Regions from separate parts of the Gossypium hirsutum genome. Here region 1 is linked to region 2. Evidence: chromatin contacts called from public Hi-C data. All regions are on one chromosome and are shown on one strand. Each heading gives the region's core, a stretch centred on a gene start, on an enhancer-like site or on the middle of the called end of the contact. The rest is flanking DNA. Distances are from core to core; before and after follow the strand shown. Region 1 holds the start of LOC107891983 (PR5-like receptor kinase). Region 2 holds the start of LOC107892037 (protein SAR DEFICIENT 1).

The links. Hi-C and Micro-C count contacts between places; a contact is called where the count stands out from the background.
Region 1: a Hi-C map of leaf shows a contact between it and region 2, with 2.1 times the contacts expected there. The contact joins the promoter of LOC107891983 here to the promoter of LOC107892037 in region 2. A contact is called at or near these places in 3 of 34 Hi-C or Micro-C datasets (callus and leaf).

The regions. Positions count from the first base shown.
Region 1 is chrD09:25,878,083-25,885,455 of Gossypium_hirsutum_v2.1, forward strand. It overlaps LOC107891983 (PR5-like receptor kinase), which reads right to left and starts at 3,205. Exons shown (of 5, transcript XM_016816931.2): 1 at 2,529-3,205; 2 at 2,238-2,344; 3 at 2,112-2,141; 4 at 637-1,801; 5 at 1-161. The coding sequence starts at 3,205. The coding sequence ends at 651. It overlaps LOC107891984 (rust resistance kinase Lr10), which reads left to right and starts at 3,644. Exons shown (of 5, transcript XM_016816935.2): 1 at 3,644-3,772; 2 at 3,887-4,171; 3 at 4,274-4,543; 4 at 5,437-5,469; 5 at 5,606-6,847. The coding sequence starts at 3,745. The coding sequence ends at 6,714.
Region 2 is chrD09:25,602,241-25,609,330 of Gossypium_hirsutum_v2.1, forward strand. LOC107892037 (protein SAR DEFICIENT 1) reads left to right here and starts at 2,620. Exons shown (of 7, transcript XM_016817005.2): 1 at 2,620-2,956; 2 at 3,097-3,163; 3 at 3,279-3,831; 4 at 4,864-5,024; 5 at 5,131-5,325; 6 at 5,415-5,511; 7 at 5,594-6,243. The coding sequence starts at 2,868. The coding sequence ends at 5,844.

The sequences.
Region 1 (7,373 bases), core at 1,955-4,454, 280 kb after region 2:
ACTATTTATACAACTTACAACCAACATGTCTAACAAAACACAAGGAAAGATTGACAGAAGACCTTGTACAGCAATCTCTTATATGGAACAGAGCAAAGTTTGGTTTCATGCAATAGCTTCCTTTCCTTCATGGAGAACCATCTGATCGAAGTGCCAGATCCCTGAATATCCACAGAAGAAACAAGTTGAGAGAATAAGGAGTATATATTCTATATACATATGTAAGGATTTGACAGTGTAAAGTTTGGTTTCATGCAATAGCTTTGAAAGTGTTAATAAAAGCTAAAGCCTTGAGAGATTCCAATCTCACTATATGTTATATGTGAGTTCTCTCTCAAAATTATTCTAGTTTTTATGTCCTACTACATGTACACCTTATCTGAAAATATTCCAATTTTCACTTTGTTGCGCTTTCTATTGAATTTACTCTGGTTCTAGTTGATCATAACTGCATTATTTGCTATTAGTATTCTACTTGTAAGCTCTTAAAAGATAAAAACATGATTATTCTATATAGGGATTTCATAAACCAAATTTATGGAAGTTTCAGAATTTGAACCTTATTAACAGGCTAAAGATCAAGTGATAAGTGCAAACAAAAAAAGGATAGCAAAGAGAAAGAAGGGAAATTCTTACTCTAACTCAGTCAGTCAGTCATTTGAGCTATGAATATTATACTCTGCCCCTTCCATGCTCATGATAGTAGTAGCATCATCGGCTGATGTGGTGAGCTCATCTTCAAAGTCCTCAGATGATCTTTCCATAGATAATAGAAATGGCTTTGGAGGTATTTCAAGGAGCTCAACATCGCCTCCAAGCATTTCCAAAACCTCACTCATCGAAGGACGATCTGCAGGCTTTATTTGTATACACCAGAAAGCAACTATGATCATTTTCCTTACAGTTTTCTTTTGGCTCTCAGTGGCATCTTCGACTTCTAAATCCTCCCCTCTATCAAATCGGTCATAAATCCAAGAAGGAAAATATATTTCACTAGATTGTCTGGCTTGTGCATTCAAATTCCTTCTCCTTCCTGCCATTTCCATTAACAACATTCCGAAACTGTAAACATCAGCCTTATGTGTGATATTCCCAATGTTCTTGTAAAACAATTCTGGAGCAATATATCCGAGAGTACCTCGTGCTGCAGTGAGAGACACTATACTGTTATCTATAGCATGCAATTTTGCAAGACCAAAATCTGAGACTTTTGGGGTGAAGTTTTCATCTAGAAGAATGTTATGTGGTTTGATATCAAAATGTAAAATCTGCATATCACATCCCTGGTGCAAGTATTCTATTCCTTGAGCCACTCCGATCGCAATCTCAAATACTTTTTCCCAACTCAAACTGATGTCCTTTTCTTTTGAAAATATGACCTTATCTAAAGAACTATTTGGCATAAAATCATAAACAAGAGCTTGTTTCGATCCTTCTACACAAAAACCAACAAGTCGTACCACATTAACATGATGAATCCTTCCAATGGTAGCAACTTCATTGATAAAATCTTTACCTTGAGATTTTGACAATTCTAACAACTTTATTGCAACAAGATGACCGCTTCGAAGCTTTCCTTTGAATACAGATCCAAAACCACCCTGCCCTAATTTATCTTTAAAAGATTCTGTCATTCTCTTTATGTCTGAATAAGAATACCGTATGGGCATTAACTTGTTTTGCATTCGAAGAAATTCTTCAATTGTATCATCCACACACAAGTGTCTTCTGCGAAACTTAAATACTACAACTATAATCAAGCTTGAAACCCCGATTAAAGTTCTAATAGCAATAGCAACTCCTGTACAAGAAAATCAGTAATACAAAGGCATCAACATAAAAAGCATAAAGGCAAAAAATTCTTGTTTTATCTGAATTAGAGTAATGTTGATTCCACACTGACTTTAAAAACTCAATTAATGACTTTTTAAGTTATTATAGATGATAGAAAAAAATTGTATGTCAGGTCCATGAAAGAAATTGAAATTAAAGAAATAAAAATTATGTATTTTATCCACAAGTTATAATTATATAATGAAAACCAATGATTGATTATATTAATGGTCGCATAATTAGAAAAAAAAAAAAGTGTTGGTAAAATTGATTCTCACCTGTTAGAATAAGGAAGACAACCTGAGTCCCTGTCAAGTGAAAATGAGTGAAGATTAGTAATTCTAAAGCAAGAAATAAGGGAATTCCAACAAACTAAATTAATGGAAGGCTGAAAAGCAGCATACTTGAAGTGTAATAATAAATATAAGTGTCCTGCGATGGAAAGGCGTGGGCAAAAAATATTCGAAAGCTATTGAAGTAATTGTAGAGGATGAACTTCAACCGCCATAATCTACATTTCAAAGACTAATTCAATAAATAAAATGTTCGTTTTTCCATAAAGTAAAAAAGGAAATTTATCATTGTTGAGAAATTCGATTTCTTTAGGAGCAATTATTGAAGTATGGTGGACACTTCAAAGACTCCCCTCAACAACATTGGCAACATAAAATTGATTGATTGTTGTGAAGTGTTACATTTTGGCAAGTGTGATGTTGTTGCTGGAACGGGGCGTGTATGCGCATGCCCATGGCACGTCATAACCCATGAGAAGCTCCCGGTGAATATCGAAAATAGATAGACGACGCAGAGCGCTGATGTTAGAAGACTGCAACCGAACGGGTCTCGGCACCTGGATTTCCACGGTGCAAGACTCATCAAAACCAGTGGCGTTCAGCGAGTCGGCGCTAAATAAAGCATAAAAGTAAGGGTAGGGAGAGGAGGCGTTCGCGCAAGGAGCGGCGTCGACGTAGAGAGAAGAGGCCATGGGTGCTCGGCAACTCACAAAATAGATAAAATCAGTAACTTCTCGGCATACAGGGGATTTAGGAAGAATGGAGCATTGTTTAGCGTCCAGACTCTGATCCACCAATCGAATTGTTCCAGAGCCATCATAAAAGATGCCTGCAACGTAGAAACCCAAATTGTTGCTCAAAAAGGTGCGGTTATTTTGGCAAATCAGTTCATAGGAAGGATGGCCACACTGGGGAGGGTCGGCTTTTAATCTGAAAGGGAACCTGATGTTGGTTAAATTTCCGCAGGAAGAGGGGTTACAGCCTACACTTGTGAGTCGTCTTGCACCATTAACAGCTTCAAAAAATGAGAAAGCAGCAAGGGAAAGCAAGCCTAATGTTGCTGCAACTTTTGTTAACATGTTAGAATTTAATAAGCCAAAAGAAGAAGAAGAATGACGAGAAGATGATAAACGTAAATCCTCCCAATCACTTGCCCAAAAGAAGTTTACAGTTTAGTGAAGATGTTGGTCGCTTTGTTTGATTGCAATGGGAGCGTATAGCTGTACGTGTACGCGTTTGCAGTTCATATAAGTCAATATATCAGGCCAAGAGAGCTTGGAATTTTCCAAGCACTAGGACTACAAAAGCCCAGTCATGCCAACCGCATCAAGTCTTTGGTTTAATTTCTTTCCTTCAATTAATACCTGAAATTAAATTGGTTGACTCTGACTTCCACATTCCTCATTTTGCTTTTTGCTTTTTTGGATATCTACTAATTTCACCTGTCTTATACCCTTTCCATTTCAGAGTTGATCAGCTGAGTGAATTTTATCCATTCTTTTTGGCTTTGTAGGTTTTTCATCTATAGTGCTTTGTAGTTTGATTAATTGAACTGAACTGGATCTGAGGCATATATTATTTTTTACTGGATCTGAGGCATATATTACTTTTTACGCGTATGCAGTTTGAAACAGTCCAATCCAAAGGTAGGCAAGCAGGCAGCTTGGAATTTTCTTAGATATCTGCATGCAATAATAAATGCTAAAACCACAAACCACATCTCTTTGCTTTTCTAAGCTTATCCTACCCCAAGTTAACAGGGATGATGTTCCTTCTCCTTGTTGCCTTCATGTTGATGGTGGATGAAGGTGGTGTAGCAGCACTAGATTCTGAAAAATGCAAGGTCACAAACTGCAAACGCTACGGCCCACCTGTCCGATTTCCCTTCTGGTTAAAAGACCAGCGCTGTGGCTACCCTGATCCTGGCTTCCAACTCTCCTGCTCCCAAAATAAACAGACCATGCTCCACCTGCCACGGTCAGTGAAGATGGCGGTCCAGTATATAGATTACGAAAAACAGACAATTGACGTATCTGGTCCGGATGGTGAGACTTGCCTCTATCAGCAGCTTCCTTCTCTCAATTTATCAGCATCCCCGTTCATATTCTTCGAACAACTACAAAACATTACCTTGTTCAATTGTTCAGAAAAGTCAGACAAAGATAGCTATGGAGTCGATGCCTGTCCAATTATAGCTTTACCTTCCGATACTCGCAACAACTTTAACCTCGTCAATTGCACCAAATTTGTTGACATCTCAGCAGTTCCTCGATATTTTGAATTTGGTATTCGCTTACAATGGTCCAAACCCTTGTGCCTTGAATGTGAAGCACAAGGAAGAAGTTGTAGACTGAAGAATGTTAGTACACCACCTCAAACAGAGTGTTATGACACCCCCAAACCCAGCACCCAAACAGGTACATGCCCTTCTACTTCAACTGTCTTGTTTGTTTCTTGGCTGCTTTACACTTACGCATGTTATAATTAGTTTACCAACTTACTTATGTTTTCAATTATTTACTTTTACAAGTTTAAAAACTAAAACCAGTAGTGAATGAAAAGCTACAAATTTGTAAACCAACTAGTTACTCCTTCAATGAGAATAATTTGCGAGTACAATTACATTTTATTCTGAACAATAAGTTACATTTGGTTTTTGGTTTATTTGCAACCTACTATACGTATAATTACATATTTAGTGATAGTTAACCTTATACTATATACTAGTTTATGAACTTAAACCAATAATTTGACACGTTTAAGAGTCCAGGCTGGGTGAGTTAAAAGTGGAGTTCATTGTTTACTGAAGAAACCTTAATTGATTTTACAAGAATTTTGGCTATACTTCACTCTCTTATTAAATCAAGAAAGTTAAATAGGTCATAATAAATTTAAAAAGCTTTTCCAGGAATTAAACACAGGAACTTCTAAAACGCAGCAGTTAATTTACAGCTTCACTATGCTTTATTTGTGTATTTATATTTCTTTTTGTATCATAATTATATTTTATGTTTACATAAACTGACACCTTAATTACTCATATTATATGAATTCTAACACACTCCGAGTATTAAATTATTTGGTCCTATCTCTTGTGCTAAGATCATCCTGCTCTTGATTTATGATTAGAATGTTAAAAACTCATAATTTTATTGTTCCCTACCAATCTCACTATATATAACTCCTGTTTTCTTCCTCATCCCCTGATACCATAGTAACACTAACTTGCATGCCTTTACACGCTTGGTCATGGTTAAAATTATATTTAGGAACACAGAAAGCTGATACATTTCCTTCCATTATTTTACAGGGCTTCCTACAAAGGTAAAGCTAATTATTACAGGTATGCAATGTTTCTCTCTGTTATTGCATACGATTTTACACAAGGCTTGTGTGAGTTGTCAACTTCATTGCAGTTCTCCTCTATTTAAGTTGCTATCAGAGGAAACGTACTAAGTTGGAGCATATTTTATCTGCAGGTGCAATCCTAGCTTCGTTTCTTATTCTACTGACTGTCATTGGACTATACTATGTATGCCATCAGGACAAGAAAAAGAAAGAGAGTCAAAGCAAGATTGAAAAGTTTTTGGAAGATTATAAAGCTTTTAAGCCCTCAAGATACTCTTTTGCTGATATTAAGAGGATAACAAATGAATTCAAGGACAAACTCGGGCAGGGTGGTTATGGAACCGTGTTCAAAGGAAGGCTTTCTAATGATGTTTTGGTAGCTGTTAAGATCCTCAATGACTCCAATGGCAATGGGGAAGAGTTCATCAACGAAGTGGGTTCCATGAGCAGAATCCACCATGTCAACGTGACTCGCTTAGTCGGATTTTGTGCTGATGGATATAAAAGAGCACTTGTTTATGAGTACTTGCCGAATGAGTCATTAGAGAAGTTCATATTTGCAGCCAAGGGTGAGAATCATGTCCTTGGTTGGAATAAGCTTCAAGATATTGCCTTAGGTATAGCCAAAGGGATTGAATACCTACATCAAGGTTGCGAGCAACGGATCCTACATTTCGACATCAAACCTCACAATATTTTGTTAGACCAGAACTTCAATCCTAAGATATCTGACTTTGGTCTAGCTAAGTTGTGTTCCAAGGATCAAAGTGCAGTTTCTATGACAGCAGCCAGAGGAACCATGGGCTATATAGCACCCGAGGTCTTATCTAGGAACTTTGGGAACGTTTCATATAAATCAGATGTTTATAGTTTCGGAATGCTACTACTTGAAATGGTTGGAGGGAGAAAAAACATCGATGTCACAGTGGAGAACACAAGCCAGGTGTACTTCCCAGAATGGGCGTATAATCATTTGGACAACGGAGAAGAGACAGGAATAAGAATTGAAAACGAAAGCCATTCTGAGATTGAAAGAAAACTTACGATTGTTGGACTTTGGTGCATTCAATGGTATCCAGTAGATCGTCCTTCAATGAAAGTTGTGATTCAAATGTTGGAAGGTGAAGCAGACAGTCTCACTAAGCCACCAAATCCTTTTGCATCCGCAGATCATATGAAGATGAGTGCTTTCAAATATAAAAAACCTGTTAATATAGAGCTAGCAGTTATTGCTGAGTAAACATGAGTTCAATTATATATAGCTAATGAAGCAAACAAGAATGGTATATATATATATGTATTCTGAAAATTTTGAACTTGGTTCGGTTCTTGATTTTACCAAAGCAAATACAATACATTCAAATTCAGCTCGACTCATTACTCTGCTACTCAAACTGAGGACAACAATGTCTGTCCCCAAGTATGCCCAACTGATTGGATGGACCATATTGATCAACTTATGCTTTGCAACTAATTGAGAACTTCCCTTAGCAAGTAGCTCTCATTTGCTCTGCATTCGTGCTATTAATTTAAGATAGACAACAGTTTTGTACCTGTTCATTCTCTCGGAGTAACTACTATTAATTACTTAAAGAGGACACATATTTAGTCTTGGCCTGAGCTTGGTTAAACTAATAAAGTCTTCAAATAGATAGCTCGTAACGTGGGATGCAACCCATGAAAGTTGAGAAATGATATGCAATCTCTTAAAATTTCGATTTCTCCATTGAACTTCAATGAATAAAAGGCCAGTACACACAACATGGACCCTTGGAGTTACACTTGGGATTTCCCCAACATGAATTCATTCTACTTTCTAGAGCTCAGATTGATATCAAACCTCATCATTTCTCAATGCAGAAGAAATCTCAAATAGAGCATTAGCATCCATGAAATGGA
Region 2 (7,090 bases), core at 1,370-3,869:
TGAATCTCTATAGTCAAAAACACTAAGTTACTGATATGTGGAAGCCTTTGTAGTTGTTCTGTGAGCCTTTATGGTTATTAGCTGATATGTAAGCCTTTGTGGCTTAACTTGGTATATGTGAGCCTTGGTGGCTGATCTATCATATGCGAGCCCTAGTGATGGGAACTTATGATATGTGAGCCTTTGTTGCTGAATCTCAGATATGCGAGCCCTTCTAGCGAAGATTGTTTGAATGCAGGTGGGTGTCTTAATAGTTGTTCCTGTTACATGTGCGCTTTTGTGGTGAAGGTTGTTTGAATGCAGGTGGGTGTTTTAATAGCTATCTGATGCATAGATGCCATTGTGGCTATTTGTTGATCGAGTACATGTCTGCAATTTCCATAGATAAGGAAAGATATCTGAAGTGAAGTGTACGCCTTAGTGGCGCAATCTGTGGTATGATCTCGGGACAAAGATGTAATGGCAACGCCAAGATAGCGGACTCTGAAGGAAAGAGTGAATTATTTGAACAAACCTGTAAGTAAGTTGAATGACGCCAACTAAGGTAAGAATGATTATTGAATATGAAAGAGTATCAGGTAAGTAAAAGCCTAATACTTGTGCTGCGCTGAATTTGATGAGTGCTTGTCTGGTTCTATTAAGTGTGATATGATATATCATAATAATGTGTATGAATGAATGGCGTGATGTTGTATGCTTATTATATGTATATATTGATGAATGTATATATGATGACGCCTCACTAAGTTCTTATGAACTTACGCCATTGAAGCGGCGATACGTGTTGATATGCATACAAAGAAGACTAAAGGAAAGATTGTGACAGAAATGCAGTCTACACTGATGGAAAGGCTGAGAAAACCTTATGAATGTTATTAGCCATAATGTATAAGTGTAAGAAAATCCTTAAAGCGAATTTAAGTCTTGGCAGAGTATAATTGTAGGCTGATATAAGGCGAGAACAATAGATTTTATTCATGATTGTAAACGTAAACATTACACTGTACAAAAATTTATAAGGTAATAATACATGAGGTAATTCAGCTATAAAGAAAAGTTAGAAAATTTTATTAAGACATCGATCGTCTAGTACTTAGGCAAGTAGGAAAATTCTAGATCATGTCCGACTTAGGAAGTAACACCCACTACTCGGATCCGATGGCTCAGGTCAGGTGGAGGGCATTACAACTATATTACAAACCGAACTGGAAGATCATGACTCGACCTTTCGGGAGAACACATGTTCAATTTAACAATGGCATTATGGTGAATACGAATATGAAAACGATGGATATGAGATTTTGATTTTGAAATGTAGGTCCGAGGTTGGCACAAGGATGAGTCACAGGTAAACTAACATGATTGTGAGAGGTAAGTATAAATTGGTGGTATGTGTCCGCCTAGGTACTATGGGTGTTAGGTTTAAATTGGTGAAGTGTTGCCATCAGAAATTACGGCTGATGAATGGACATATTGTGTTTGTAAGACTAAGTCTTACGAAATTATTTATAATTCTCATGAGTACTATTGCTTGTGGATTATCAGTGTTCTTGTATTCGTTTTGTAGCTATTTGGAACTTACTAAGTTCAAATGAACTTACTTCATTACTTTTCTTTCTCAGGCATTTTGTTTTAGAAGAAGATCAGTAGAAGGGGACTATGCTAGAGCTGCGTCTGCGAGTGAGCCATTTGCCTATTTTTGTATCATGCATGGCTATGTGACAGACAATGTATACATATGTTTTGTAATTAACCTTTACAATTAACTACGTCATCTGTATCGTTTTATCTTAAAAGAGAATTGTTCCTTCTTTGAAAGTGTACGTTGAACCCTCTTGAATTACTAATCATAAATTTTATGATTTGAATATAAACGTCATAATTAAGTAGTAGTTGAAAATATACTTTTCTTTTATAATTTCTATTATTTTCTCTAAAGATGCGTTATCTACTGAAAAAAAAAAAGAGATTTTTATGCTAAGGAAAATCTTCATAATTATTTTTCCCAAATTTTTAAGTTAAGTTGAATGGTTTAAATCCATTAATAATGGCTTAGTTCGTCGGACAATCTATGTGGTTGATTGATACATGCCACGTCTACCCAACAATGAACATGTACTTGAAAATTTTTTAAAGCCGGAACTCGGCCCGGTCACGTAGAAATGTACCGTAATCCCAAGCAAAAAAGGATGATTATAAAACTATAATCTAATTGCAAGCAGGACAGTTTTACTTGAAGAATGACACAAATATAATGACTAAAATAATGCAAAAAAGAAAACCTTTGAATTATCAAAAAAGAGAAGAAAAGAGTTGATGACTATGGCAAGGGCCTACACAAAAGCAGACACTTCTAAGAAATGAGGCATTTGTGGACTATGTGATCTTTTCCCAAACTTTTTTCCCTCTTAAAAGTAGTCTAAACATAATAATATTATTTTATATATCTCTATTCATTTGTCACAAACTTTTGCTTTTTTCTCTTTTTATCAACATAATCCAAGTTCTACTTGTATTAACCGTTGGATCAATATCTAAGGATTGGAGATGTCGTTTTAACTCTTTTTTATATATCAATGTAATAATAAATAGAAATAGTTGACTTAAAAGCAGAGTTTAGATGTCCAAAAGTCATTCATAACATGAGACAAATACCTTGGTTGCTCCGTGGCTGTTACTCAGTTGTTTCCACCAACATTCCAAGAACCTTCTTTTTATTATTATTGACATGTATTTAAACTCCCCCCTTACAACATCGTTTTAAGACCATGACATATTCTCAAAATCCCTATCTTTTTCTTCAGTTATGATCTGTTAGGGGTTTTTTTTGTGTGTGTGTGTGTGTTTTGGTCCTTGAATCTTTGGAAATGGCGGGCAAACGGCTTCTTAATGAATCTTGTTCCGACACAGATGAGCCAAAGGAGAAACGGATGAGACCTAAACCTTCTTTTGCTTCGTAATGTTTTCAAACCTTCAATAAATGCTCTATTTGTTTTTATTACTACTTTTGTTGTTTATTTTCTATGCTCAAGCTTTTGCCATTAATGTACACACCTCTTGTTTCATCAAAGCTAATTTCCTTCTGCTTTTTAACAGAGTGATTGGGCAAGCGGTTATGGTGAATTACTTGTATACTGCCTTGGAACCTGTCCTTAGAAAAGTGGTATGGTTTCTTTTAATAACCATATCTCCATCCATTGTACTCTCTAAAATTTCACTTTCATGCATAAACATTTCCTCATAAAATTAAACTACCCTTACCGGTACGGATTTTTCAGGTGAATGAGGAAGTGGAGCGCAGTATTGGAGACCGGCTCCGATCCTTCACCCGGTCTCCGTCGCTACGAATCCAAGCGGCGGAACCCGAACCATCAACCCTTAGACTGATTTTCCCTAAAGCCCTTTCCTTGCCTATCTTTACCGGAAGCAAGATCGTGGATGAAGAAAGCAACCAACTTCAAGTCGCTTTGGTGGATACAAAGGGTGACCAAAGGGCTCCGGTGCTTCTCCCGAACCCTATTAAGGTCGATATCGTGGTTCTGGACGGCGACTTTCCGTCGGGGGACCGTGACAACTTTACTAGTGAAGAATTCGACAGAAACATCGTGCGGGAGAGGACTGGGAAACGACCCTTGCTCACCGGAGAGTTATCTGTCACAGTGAGAGACGGGGTAGCTTCGATCGGAGATATCGAATTTACGGACAACTCGAGCTGGATTCGGAGTCGGAAATTCCGAATCGGGGCAAAAGTTGCACAAGAGAGTTTCCAAGGTGTTCGCATTCGTGAAGCCATGACTGAAGCTTTTGTTGTTAAAGACCATCGTGGCGAATGTAAGTATCCTTCTTAATGATGCTAATTTTTTAAAGTCAAGTAGCTTAATATCTTGATTAATTTTTATTTATCAACAAGCCATATTGAATCATTTCCCTCCTTGGGTTACTACCTCTTGTATTTTGCATCTGACCTTAGCTAACATTAACATCAACTATAATATATTATCAATTTCTTGATATACTCTCTTTCTTTAATAGATTTGGTTATATAATATATCAAATCTATATAGCTTCAAAATATTGAACTAGTCAATCCTTGCCTTAACCAAACTACACTGTTAGGCCAACTGTTTTTTTTTTTTTGAATAAAAAAGAAAATAATTGCCAACTTAATTAATTATAAATATTAATTCATATTTCTAAATACTTTTCTCATTTTTAAAACATCTATTTAGGATTTGGGAACTTATGCCTTTATCTGGCCGGCTTTGTCAATTTAATAGAATTTAAAAAAAAAAAAAACAAGCTATATATTATTGCAAAATAATTCACTTTTTTTTTTTTGGGTATTAATCCATTTGGACAAGGGTATTTCCTGTTCGTGATTTAGAACCACACAAATCATTTTCAGTCAAAAAGGGCTGCACTACCTTTGCTTTTTTAAGTTTGGTAAAAGGAATAACGCTCCTAGAAATTAAATTATATTTTGTTTTTTATTTAAAAAAGAGATAATTAATTTTGTAAACTCGATTAAAGATTAAAAATTTTCTTTCTATTTTTATTGTTTAAAACCAGCATAATTGACAGGATAACCGAATATATAATTATATGTGATGTGTCATGTGTACCTTCATGTTAACATGTATGGATCAATTTTTAACAATAAAAATAGACATAAATTATTAACAAAATAATCAATTTACTTTTTGATGTAATATACTCATTTTTTAGCAAATGAGACAAAAATACTATCTAACTCTTATAATATAAGAGCCTCCATAATTCTTTTACCTCGAATATAAAATATTTTGTTGTTATTATTTTACATTTACTTGTAATAATCTAACATGAATTCAATGTTAATTGAAGTGTACAAGAAACATCACCCACCAATGTTGGGAGATGAAGTTTGGCGGCTAGAAAAGATTGGTAAGGATGGAGCATTCCATAAAAAGCTAGCGTTTGAGGGGGTTAACACTGTCCAAGATTTCTTGAAAATGTCGGTAGTTGACCCACCCAAGATTAGAAAGGTAACAATTTACATTTGATACGGTGAATCTTGTTTGAATTGGATCCATCCATCTAAAAATAAAAATCATTAAATGTTAACTGGTTTCTTTCAATGATGTTGAACAGATTTTAGGGCCTGGAATGTCTGAGAAAACTTGGGACGTCACAATCAAGCATGCCAAAACTTGTGTTATGGGCAATAAATACTATGTTTTTCAAGGCACTAATTACAGAATCTTCTTAAACCCCATTTGTCAACTTGTGAAAGCAGAGATTAATGGGACTACATATCCTATACAAACCCTAAGTAGTATCAACAGAGTAAGTTTTATTCTAAGTTCAAATATATATATATTGTTGCAAGTGTCTAATAATGATTTTTTTTTTGTGCATGGCAATTGCAATTTCAGTCATATGTTGAAGATTTGGTCAGACAAGCTTATGTAAATTGGTCTTCCTTGGAAGAAATAGAAGGGATTTCTAATGAGATTGGCTTGCTCACACAAGGTAATTCCTTTTCTAACAACTAACGTATAAGAGACCCATTTTTTGGCATAGTAGTAATATTTTACCTAAAAAATTTGTACAGGTGAAGACATGTTGGATCAATATCGTAATCAACAAAATGCCACGATGAGATCATTTCAACAAAATGCGTACTTGACTCATGATTCGTTTGATGGATATCTCCCAAATGAAATGCAAGCCGATTGTAGTCGTTGGCAAATAAGCCAAAATTATTTCAATACCCCGAATGAAAATGGGATTCGGTTGAACCTGTTGGAGTCGAATTCGGATGATGATTTGACGTCTCCAAAATCCTTTATCTCGGGAGGTTAATGGTGAAGTAGTGAATTAAAGAAGTCCATCAATGAGATGATCAAGGGGCGACTATTTAAGGATTTACCCCAACTCTAATTTGCCTTCCCCTCCTAGTATTTTGTGAATAAATAATCACAAGGGGGTGTTTAGAGCCGAATAGGCATAGTGAAAATGTCCTTGAAGCTTTTCCAAGTTTCTCAATGTCTTTTTCTTTTTTGCTGGGCCTTTGTTTGATACAGATCGTGCTGCCCCAAGTTTATATTTCCTTATTTTTAAGGCTCTTACCTAAACTTGTAGGCTGCTTGCCAATCAGGATCAACAAGCCCATTTGTGTCTCTATATATATTTTTGTAGACCTGAATGTGTCTATGTTTTAAATCCAATTTCAGCCAATCGAAGACTCGGTTAATGTTTTAATTGAGTTTGGTGATAAAAAATTCGAGTTTTGAATTTGAGTTTTGTAGATTAAAAAAAATTAGGTTGATAGAGCATTGCCTAATTAGTTGGTTGAAATATCAAACACCAAAAAGTCTCAAACCTAAAAAAATATAAGATAAACTATACAGCATTCACCCAATTATGCTTCTTCTTTTTTCTTTAGTTTTTCAACTTAAAAGTTTACAATTTGGTCATTATGCATTTGAGATTGTTTTTTGATCACTCAACCATTAAGTGGCAAGAAGAACAATAATATAACACATTTTTAATTGGTATAATAATAAATTTATTCTTTAAATTTTATAATTTCTATTAATTTGGCCTTAATTCTATATGAAAATTACAAAAACTAATTTCTTTTAAAAATATAGAAAATGATATATATCAATTTAAAAATATATAAATACATAAGAATTTGATGTAATATATATAAAAGCATGGGTTTAGAAAAACTTTTGAATTAACGAGGATATCCTTTACTTTTTATCATATTACTAAAATCACATTTAAAAGTAAAAAGTTGAAGTAAACTAGAAGTTGTAATAATGATACATTTGAAAACATTTATATTTTAATATAAGTCGTGATAATTACACATCTAAAAATAATTATAATTTAATTTACAACTATTTGTTAAAAAAATTAGGCTAATTTTGAAATAGCATTATAATTTGAATTACAATTATTAATTAAAAAATTATGTGAAAAAAAAGTTGTGCTAATTTTATTTTGAAAATTTTATGCTAATTTTATGGATTTAAAATAGAGTTATTACTTGAATAGTATTCTAACCATCTTAATTATCACTTAATTAATATTATAGCTA